2 separate regions of the Triticum aestivum genome follow, and region 2 is linked to region 1. The links are chromatin contacts, called in public Hi-C maps. All regions are on one chromosome and are shown on one strand. The core of a region is the stretch at or near the end of the contact, and the rest is flanking DNA. Distances in the headings are between cores, read along the strand shown.

What was found. Hi-C and Micro-C count contacts between places; a contact is called where the count stands out from the background.
Region 2: a contact with region 1 is called in a Hi-C map of leaf, with 7 times the contacts expected there. The contact joins the promoter of LOC123181954 here to the promoter of LOC123181953 in region 1. A contact is called at or near these places in 3 of 5 Hi-C or Micro-C datasets (all in leaf).

Annotation. Positions count from the first base shown.
Region 1 is chr1D:345,572,434-345,577,362 of IWGSC CS RefSeq v2.1, forward strand. It overlaps LOC123181953 (BI1-like protein), which reads right to left and starts at 3,624. Exons shown (of 4, transcript XM_044594375.1): 1 at 3,214-3,624; 2 at 817-930; 3 at 579-736; 4 at 5-466. The coding sequence starts at 3,523. The coding sequence ends at 260.
Region 2 is chr1D:346,070,284-346,075,847 of IWGSC CS RefSeq v2.1, forward strand. It overlaps LOC123181954, which reads right to left and starts at 2,160. Exons shown (of 6, transcript XM_044594376.1): 1 at 2,139-2,160; 2 at 1,862-2,049; 3 at 1,722-1,771; 4 at 1,531-1,648; 5 at 820-1,209; 6 at 1-748. The coding sequence starts at 668. LOC123181955 (putative disease resistance protein RGA1) reads left to right here and starts at 1,670. Exons shown (of 3, transcript XM_044594380.1): 1 at 1,670-4,520. The coding sequence starts at 1,670.

The DNA of each region.
Region 1 (4,929 bases), core at 2,374-4,873:
CACATACGAAACGACGCGACAATTATTGGTACAAAACGTTCATACGATCACTGATTGTTGGCAGTTTAACAACACTCAGGCACATAAACTCACAGTAGAACACCTATACATATGGTTGTACTTTGGCCTCATCTCTGGATGATGGCAAAAACTCACTACCATGTCTTCCGAGTTATGTAGATAGCAATTCAAAAGACTTGATAAATGTTGGACATATGCCTGGGTTGGCACAAGGTCCTGGTGGTTCAGACAGGACCCATCAGTTGTCATTCTGCCTGAGCATCTGTAGGATGGTCAGGAAGAGGTTGAGGATGTCGAGGTAAAGCTCAACAGACGCCCAGATGTACTCGTCGTAAGTGTGGCGCTTTATCAAGTTCTCAGTGTCGTAGACGATGAAGCCTGAGAAGACTAGAGCTCCAAACCCGCCAATCACAGCATTCGATGCAGGTCCGAATGGGAAGAAGATCTGGAACACAGCATTTTGCGGCACAAGGGTTACGACTAGTGGAATGTACAACCGGAATGCTTCTATGCGAGTCAGTTAAACGATATTTTCCAAAGTTCATCATGCATGTTACCTGGGTAAAGCTTATCACGACCAGGATGGTGAGAGCAGAAAACAGAAATGGTCCAAGGTAACTAAATTCCTTGCCCTTCTTTGCGGCCCAGAATGTGTATGCAGTCAGAGAGACAACCACAGCTGAGGTCAGTACCAATGCTTGAAGCACAATAGTTCCTGCAACATACAAGTGAGCATTTAATAAAACTAGTCTAAAGCAAGAAGACAATGAAAACAATTATATGAAAGAAACGAACCTTCAGTGTTTGCACAAGCCACACCAATGCTGAAGCTCAAGCACAGAGTGAACAAACCCAAGATAGCAAGATTGTGAGGGTGTCTGTGCTGATAGATGTACAATGGGATCATCACTGCAACAAATATCACAAAATTAGCTGTTAGGAAAAAAATATCTTCTGATACAAAATAACAACAATGGACTGTCATCTGATCAGCATTCTCTCAGAACTCAAAAGATGGTCCAGGGGAAGGGGTCTGGGAGTGCTTCAGTGTGATGGATTGATGCTGCTGGAAATACTAACACAGGCAGAATTTCTATTCTCTTGCACTCTATGTTCTGAGACTTGAGACTCCTGCCAAAGTATTTCTCCATATCCTACTGGACTAAATATTAATCATTAGGACTTTATCATATTTGTGTCTAATTTGATGGTGTAAGTATGATTTTACCAAGAATCAGTTTGCTCAAATAAGAAAATTTCACAACAAATAAATGTTCGCAATTTATATACACCTACGGAGATAACTGCTATTGCTGAAAGTGGTTCAGTAACTTCAAAATGTAATATTTGTGGGGAATATGAACTAGAGAGAAAACACACAACTGATCAATTTGTTATACATGTATCATAGATTGTTTCACATAGGACATTGATAAGAATTTAGTCACTACTAGCTTCAACTTTCTAATGATGAAAGGAACTAAACAGCCAAACAATATGAGACCAAAACATCTTTACCTGCATCATAACCTACACGGACAGACAGAAACAGAGCTATACAGGAAAATTAGTACCTATTACAGTTCCTCAAATACAATACTATCTCTACTTGCATCCATGTCACACTAACTATCAACACAAACTACTACTCCCTTAGTTCAACCTTAGTTCAAAACTGCGACACTTATTTTGGATCGGAGGGAGTAGTAAACTAAAACTTTCTCGGTTTTGCTATTTCTCAGGTACCTGAAAATTTCTCTAGCGTCAGTCACCTTCTTCCTTCTGGCACGGGGAGATTGAGGGGAGGGCGGGGCGGCAAGGCGGTGCGCAGTAGCGCCCGCCGGCCGCGGGTGGTGGAGGCCGGCGGTTAGGGCGGGGCAGGCCGGCGGCGTCACGAGGAAGAAGAGAGGGAGGTAGAAAATGAACAGTGCGTGACGGATCTGTTTTCGATCGTTGGATGAAGATCTAACGGCTCTGGTTGAAAGTGACTGATGGACTTTCATTTTCAGGTACCTGACTTATAGTCGGTCCCAAACTTTCTAGTCTCTCTCACTTCCAACATGGCCAACACTATCAGAATGGTCATCAAGTACCAAGTCCCCCAGCTCACTTTCATTTGAGTCAAAGTGTAAACACTATCCCATCCATGTTTTGTGCTGTCAATTAGGTTGTTGGGGAAGCCAATTATTTTATCAAGGAAACAAATTGAACAAAAAACTCTGGTCGCTATGAAGGCCTTTACCGCACCTCAAGGCATGCTAAACTGATACTCCCTCCGTCTGAAAATACTTGTCGGAGAAATGGATAAAAATGGATGTATCTAGAGCTCATTGTTTTAAAGGCGTCCGTATCTTGTCGCTATAGTGACGATATACAGGTGTGAAGGGGGTCAATCGCCATACAGACCCAGGATCGCAATACCTTTATGGCGTCGCTATATCGTCGCTATAATGCTGTAAAGGGGGTCGCTCGCCATAAAACACAATACGCCATTAAAACAATGCTAGAACTAAAATGCATCTAGATACATCCATTTCTCCGACAAATATTTCCGGACGGAGGGAGTACCAAGGCCTACTAAACCTTGACATTTGATGTATATCCATATAGTGGCTACCTTGAGTGGTGGCAACCATCAAGGCGTCTATTTAGAACCCTGTCCTGCTGGCTACACTCCAAACTCGACTCCACATTAAGTTGTCTGAAGAAACTCTGATGTCTTCAGGCCCTATGTCGTGGAGGCAAACCACAGGTGCATATAACCCTTCATATAGGCCCGTTGCACACAACTACAGTCAAACTAGAATACATATATCATGTTATTAAGGGCATGGTAACAGTTTCAGCATTATTCCTATTGCATGTATATCACCATGGATTCGTTGCTTGCTGATTATGAACGGCTTCATCTTAATTCACAATTCGATTTGGAAAGAAGAAAAACACATATAATGTAACTAAAATTTGTAACCCAAATCCACTGGATCAAACTATTGCATCTTGAACTAGCTAGATCCACGATCTACGCTGTTGATTCGAACAGCTGGGCGTCCTACAACCAACGGGTCAAGCAAACTGCTAATTGAGGCGAGGTCAACGAATTTCTAGGTGTCGTCAGATTCATCACAGAATAAACGCGCCACGACAAGGTCAAGGATGGCACCAGACGGGAGAGAAAACTAGAGCACTTACGGATGAAGGGGAGGACAGCGAGCACGAGCGCGAGGACGGGCGAGTTGGAGAGCGTGGCGTTGAGGGTGGGGTGGAAGACGGTGATGGCGGAGACGACGGTGGTGAGGACCAGCTGCGCGCAGAGGATGCCGTAGACCTTGCGGATGAAGCCCCAGCGGAGGGCGTTCTCCCCGCGCGAGATCCCCGGGTAGAGCGTCTCCCCGTTCCCCGCCTCCAGGTCGATCGACGACGCCTCCACCTTCTCCTTCATCTCCGGCGCCCGGCGGTAGCCCGACGGTGCCAGCGGCTGCATCTCCGTCGCCGACGCCATCTCTCTCGCCGACGCTCTGGGGTGGGGAATTGGGGATTTCGGTTGGGACGCGGTTTGTTCGATGGGCGGCGAATTGGGGATACTATATAGATTTGTTTTTTCTTCGGGGAGAAATGGTGCTGTGTGTGTGTATATCTATTCGCTAGCGCTACGCGTACTCGTGGGTGGTGCCGAACTTTTCTGCCCTGTGGGCCCAATTTGGCATGTTATTTTTTCTTGAAAATTATTTTTTGCCTAAAAAGAGTAAAATACACCACAAATGATTAATCGATGAGTGTCAAGTTAGTCCTAAATACATGTACTGTACACTTGTTTACTCGTATGTGTGTGTAAGTTTTTCCCCTCAGAAACCTGGCACCCTCGCTTTTTTCCGTGAGACCTAAAAACCTCTGGCGAGTAGGGTTTCGAGCGGAACTCGACGGCGTACGCCGGATCTTCACGGCGTTGCGCCCCTGGATTCCGCTAGAAGATGTCTGCATCAGCCAGCGGCGATCATCGGGCAGCGGATCCAGCCTCCCCACGAACGGCTAGGGTCTTGCTCGAGGAGAAACTCAGGAAACTAGGGATCACCGACGAGGAGGCGACACCGCTGGTGATTGATGATAGGGAAGAAGGGAAACCGAAAAAGTGGCTCTTGGCGGGCAGGGTCTTGCATCGGAATCTCCTCCATATTCAGACCATAACCAATGCACTTCGGTCGGCGTGGGGAAACCCTATGGGACTCCAATTCCGATCGATAGGAGAGAACACCTTTGTGGCAGAATTCGAATCCCAGCGCGATCGCGAAAGGATTTGGGAAGGTTCACCTTGGCATATCAACAAAAATGCCGTCATATTGGCTGAGTTTGAGGATTGCATGAGACCTGATGAGGTTTAGTTTAACCGGCTCAGCTTATGGGCTAGGGTTCCAAATCTCCCATGCAATCTGCGAAACGATACATGGGGAAAATTGATTGCGCAGCAAATTGATAAGGCAGCCACTTCTATTCAGTTTGATCATGTTGGTGGATATTTGCGTGCGAGAGTCTCTATTGACGTCAAGAAGCCATTGGGGAGGTGGATCTTGATCGAATCAGCCAAGAGGGGCAAAACTGATCTATATGACATACAATACGAGCAAGTGCCACACTCTTGCTTCTCTTGCGGCCGTCTAGGTCACGACCCTTTTTGCCCCAACCCAGGACCTGGGGATGAGAAAGGAGAACTGCAGTTTGGCCCTAAGTTAAGGGCACCAGAGGATAAAAGAAGGACGACATCTGGCGACGACACATCGAAAGAATAGCACGCACACATGAGCAGCCAGAGGGAGTCCCGGAATTCAACTACTGTTGGCAAGGAACAAGTGGAGGTGAACTCTCCACTGAAAAATAGATCACAGAATAATAAGAGGAAAGAGGCGCCAAAAC
Region 2 (5,564 bases), core at 910-3,409, 500 kb after region 1:
ATCTTGGCAAGCAACTTATAGTTCTCAGATTTGTCTCCGCCATCAGTAGCTGCTGATACTAGATGATCAATGGTTTTTATAAGTTTCAATACTGGGGAGAAGACATGGTCTACAATACGCAAGCTCCCGTTGGCTGCTTCCATTCTTGATCGAACGGTGGCAAGAACATCGTTGATGCACTGCATCCCACTCCTGATGCCATCCAGGAGACGAGCTTCTGAGCCACCTTCTGCGGTCTTAAGGTCTCGAAGTGATTCAAAAAGCTCATTTTCATCAAAAGACAGTGTCTCAGTACTGGCTACTGATGTGGTACCATCCTCAACCCACCCCTCTTGATGCTCAACTGCCCATTTCATTACCTCCAAAGGTTCAGGAGCTCCAGATGCATTCCGGTATGTTACTCCCAAACTTCTTTGCCACTTAAAAACTGCCTTGCTAACAGACCTAACGCTCTCACAGACCCCCTCCTTGTCTTCCATGATCCCCTCAAACACATCTTCGAGATGTTGCACTTCCCATCTGATCTTTTCTGGAAGTTCATGCATTGTAGGACCCCTTCCGTCATTTTCAGATGAGCTCACTATCCCAAAGAAGCGGCGTCCAATTTCAGTAACACGCGAAACCATTGGCTCAAACACATCTTCCTCGATGCTTTGGTTGACAAGCATAACGACTGATGGAACCAGTACTGAAGATTAAAAGTATGATCAAACAAATATGATCTGGAAAGAAACAGCTGGTAATCTTTCTGCAGGACAACCAGAACTGATTAGTGATATGCTGGAGACCAATGGAAGCTTCAATAAATAGCACAAGTACCTCAGTTGTTTTACAGCACGACAGATCTTCTCAAGTTTATTGTTCTGCAAACCATGGCGAAGTTCAGCTTGCAGTACCAATAAGCAGAATTTGCAAGATGGGAACCAGGAAACTGCACGGCAGGTTCCTACCCAAGAATCTTTCAGAAGTATTATAATGACAACTGCCAAGTCTTACTTGTGGACTGAGAACATGTCAATTGGAAACTCCAAGGAAACTGTACTAGTAATATTTAACCAGGTTTGCTATTTGTAAGTTGCCGGTTAACTCTGTCAGGTTTCCTGGCCTTTGGATAAGCTTTGGGATGTGCTTGTGTCTGATTCTACACTGATCCAATCGTCGAAAAATATGCCACAAATAAATAAATAACCATAAGTTACCATAGAATACCTGCCCATATTTCAAACAAAGGCATCAGTGAGACAGTGACGTTCCAACAGCACATCACTAAGGCCCACCACATATACAAAATTAAATTCCGATGACTGTAGGAAGGAAAATTTAATGACCCAACGGTGTAGGAAAAAAGACAGCTGTGAGACAGTGACGTTCCAACAGTACAGCACTGACCCCTGCCACCCATTACAAAACTAAGTTTTAATGGCAGATGGAAGAAAACTGTAGTGACCTAAGAAAAATCCACGAAGTTTCCTAGTAATGTGCCTAAATAAGAAAAATGAAAAAAAATGCACAGGTAGTCAACAAGCCCACCTAAAGAAAGGCAAGTTCATGACGAGGAAAAAGTCCTCCAGATCTTGCTCTTCAAAATAAATATTCTCCTTCCAAGTGCGGGCATAGTTGAAGGCAATCATATTTCTCAGAAAGAAGTCTAGGATAGAAGAGAAAAACCATGTCAGTGGAGCATCTGCTACATGCAATGGTGGAAAAGCTGAAATCGGAACCTGTCCTGGAGGTGGGCCGGTTGCTTGGCATTGGAAGCCTACTTCAGGACCTGCAGACACATTTCAGGATGATCCATTGGAGGATCAGTCGCATCGATGAGAGTGCAGTTCTTATGATCAACGTCAACAACGAGCAGTACCTCCAGCTTCTGCAGAGGCTCTGGTCTCTCACACTTGATACTGATGACGCGCTGAATAGGATCTCTCGCCATCTGAGAAAAAAGGGGGGCATTTTCTCATTTCATCAGGTATGCAGCTCGCCCATCTTTCGGAGGTTCCATTTTCGCCGTGTCAATAAGATAAGAGAGGCAGTAGCTAGCTTGAAAAACTGCTATGCACAAACATATAGAATCAGACTTCCAGCCAAACATACAGATATCCAGGAAGCTATGAGTTGCCAGAGAACATGTGGCAAACCTGAAGGTGTACTTGGTAGAGAGAGAGAATTGGACGATGTCCTAAGAATGATGCAAACTGATGACAGCACACCCGGCTTGTCAATTCTCCCCATAACGGGAATGGCTGGAATCGGGAAGACTACCCTCGCTCAGCTAGTATTCTGGCATCCATGGGTTGTTGATACCTTTGGTGATGATCGGATTTGGGTTTCGGTACCTCGTGAGTTTAACACCATGGTGATATTGAGTAGAATAGCACAAGTTCTAACCACCCAGCAGTGTAGCACAAGTGATTCGCCAGAAGAAGAAATGATAGAGCAGGAGGACTCCGTGAAACTGAAGTACCTTGTCAAAGAGAAACTCAGTGGGCAGAGATTTTTCATTGTACTGGATGATGCGTGGGATCAGGATCGGAAGAAATGGCAGGAGCTGATGGAAGTCCTTGATAGTGCTGGAAAGCCCGGAAGCAAGATGATTGTCACTAGTCGCATCCCTGATGTTGTAACATTGACCAAGTCCCTCAAACCATACACCTTACAGTGTCTCTTGCCAGCTCATTCTTCAAGTCTGCTCACACAATGGATGCAAAATCCTGCAGAGTTGCCACCACGGCTCATTCCAATCAGAAAAATGATTGCTGAAACATGTGCTGGCGTGCCCTCGTTACTACTCAGCGCATCAAACAAGCTGAAGAGCATACGGAAAACTCAGGTCGCTTGGCAGCATGTCCTGAGCAGATTTGATCTCGTCTTCTATGCAGACCGTCTTTTGTTGGATGCGGCTTATGTCAGCTACCAACATCTCCCTCCAAGCATCCAGCAATGCTTTCTTTACTGCTCACTGCTCCTAGTTCATAGCTTTACACCTGAACAACTGACTGACATGTTTGTTGCTGATGAGCTCATAAAACTGATAAGCAGCAAATCTGACATGCATCTCTACTTCTCCAAGATAATGACAGAACACTTCTATGGTGTAGTCCAGAAATCTCGACACAGAGGAAACACTGTTTACAAGATGCATCCTGGGATGCAACTTCTTGCACAAAGGATTAGTCGGGGATTCCACTTAGCAATAGATGCTAGAAAGGAAATAATTTGGCCTTCATGTGATGCCAGGTGCCTCTCCTTACTTGTTGATTGTGAAACAAGTAAGCTTCCACCAGAATTGTTTGAATTGGAAAGTTTGAGGACCCTAATATTGCTCAGAGATGAAAATATGCTTTTGTCTGAGAACAAGTGCGCAATCACCGATATCCCAGCAGAGTTTTGCCAACGTCTGATAGCTCTGCGTGTACTGCATATGCAATCTTGCAGGATCAAAAGGATTCCTAGGTTAATTGATATGTTACAGAATCTAACCTATATCAATCTTTCTCACAATGATATTGAGATTGTACCAGATTCAGTTAGCAACCTTCGATTCTTGACCCACTTGAATCTTTCACAAAATGAGATCATTGAACTGCCAGAATCAGTTGGAAAGATGCAATCCTTGCAGATGCTGGACCTGTCTCACTGTGAAAAACTTCTTGGCTTGCATGAAGCAATAAGCAACCTTGTGAATCTACATACTCTAAACCTTGAAGGCTGTCACTACCTTGCTGTATTACCCAAAGGCATGAAAAACTTGAGAAGTCTTACGTGCCTGAACATTCTTGAATGTCCTTTACTAACTCAAATGCCTCGTCAGATGAACCAACTCACAAGCATCAAGATATTGCCAAGGTACATTGCAGCAGAAACTCCCAAACATACCATCTCAGAGTTACGTCCTTTAGTTTATTTGAAGGAACTCGGTGTCCAGAACATGGAAAATTCTTCTTCTGCTGATGCCAGAAATGTAATCCTGCAAGACAAACACAAGCTTGAGTCACTGGCATTGAGTTGGACTGGAGATTGCACAGATCCTGAAACTAGCTCGAGAGCACAAGAAATACTTGAACATCTGAAACCACGCCGTGGTTTGAAAGTGTTACAGTTATTTTCCTATCCAGGAAGGAAACTTCCATCATGGATAAACAGTGGCGTACCTTACCTAAACTCACTTACTGATATCAAGTTGGTTAATCTGGCATGTGAAAGCCTGCCACCGCTGGGACAACTGCCTAACCTCAAGATTGCTGAAGTAAGCGGAATAGATGCTGTCACATGTGTAGATGACACATTCTATGGGGCCGATGGCACATTCTTCTCATTGGAGAAACTATCGTTCTTTCACATGCCCAACCTAAAAACCTGGGTACCATCACACAGAGAAGGACTTTTTCCCTGCCTTCAAGAATTGACAATCGCCCAATGCCCAAAATTGACAGCAGTACATGTAAAACTCAGAGCTGTTACAAGCTTGATCATGCTGATGAACAATGAAAATTTGATTGCATGTAGAGGATCACTCCAAGGTTTGTCTCGGAATTTAAGGTCTCTGTCAATTTCCCTGTGTGAAGAGCTATTAGAACATTCTCAATGTGAGGGGTTGCATGAACTTCATGGGCTTGAGGAGCTCCAAATTTCAAGGTGCACAGAATTAATTTCGTTACCTGGTGGTATGAGGCATTTGTCAGTCCTTCGGAGTTTGACTATAACAAAATGCACAAAATTAGAGACCTTGCCAGAGTGGTTGAAGAATATAACCTCTCTGAGATCATTGTGCATATCTGACTGTCCAAAGCTGCACATTCCCAAGAGTTTGAATAATTTGTCACATCTCCAAATTATTTTGGAGTGAAGTCCATCGGTTTTCCCTTTATATGGTAAGAACTGTTTATGTAACAGGAGCAAAGAATGGTTATGGTTATGGGTACATTTTTCATTCCCTCGCAGAAAAAAAGAAGAAAGACTGGTTATGGGTACATTTTGATGTTCCTTGTTTTAATAATTAATATTCTTGACATAAATACATGTGCGGCTTTGCACTACTACCAGACTATATGATGACTAGTTGAATGCCCGTGCATTGCTACGGAAGAACGAAAAAAATGTAGTGCCCAAACAATTGCTCTAATTCAGAAATGTGTGTCAAGCATGATGGCGTGTGATTTTCATTTATATAGCGAAAGACTGGTTTTCTCTCCCATTCCATTTCTCCTCGGCAGTGGTCGTGGTTGGAGTGGCAACGATCCATCAATTCTAACACGAGCAACTTCAGGGCCACCGTCCTCTTCCTCGGCTTGGTCGTGATTAGTACACCTGTACTGCACTCATGTGGCGGGTTTCTTCTCGGGTGTGTTCCAGATTGGTGCACTGACTTGCTTTGTACAAATTTAACTGTACCGTGGTTATTACGAACCCACTCACTCCCACCTCAGATGCTCCGTCGCAAGCAGCTATTGCCGGCAAGGGTTGGGCACACTAGACTACAGCCAGGGTCATCATGGCAATGAAATCCTTCACAGTTTCTAGTGTAGATTACTGCAGCTATATAGTGCTTGAAGATGACTCGTGGT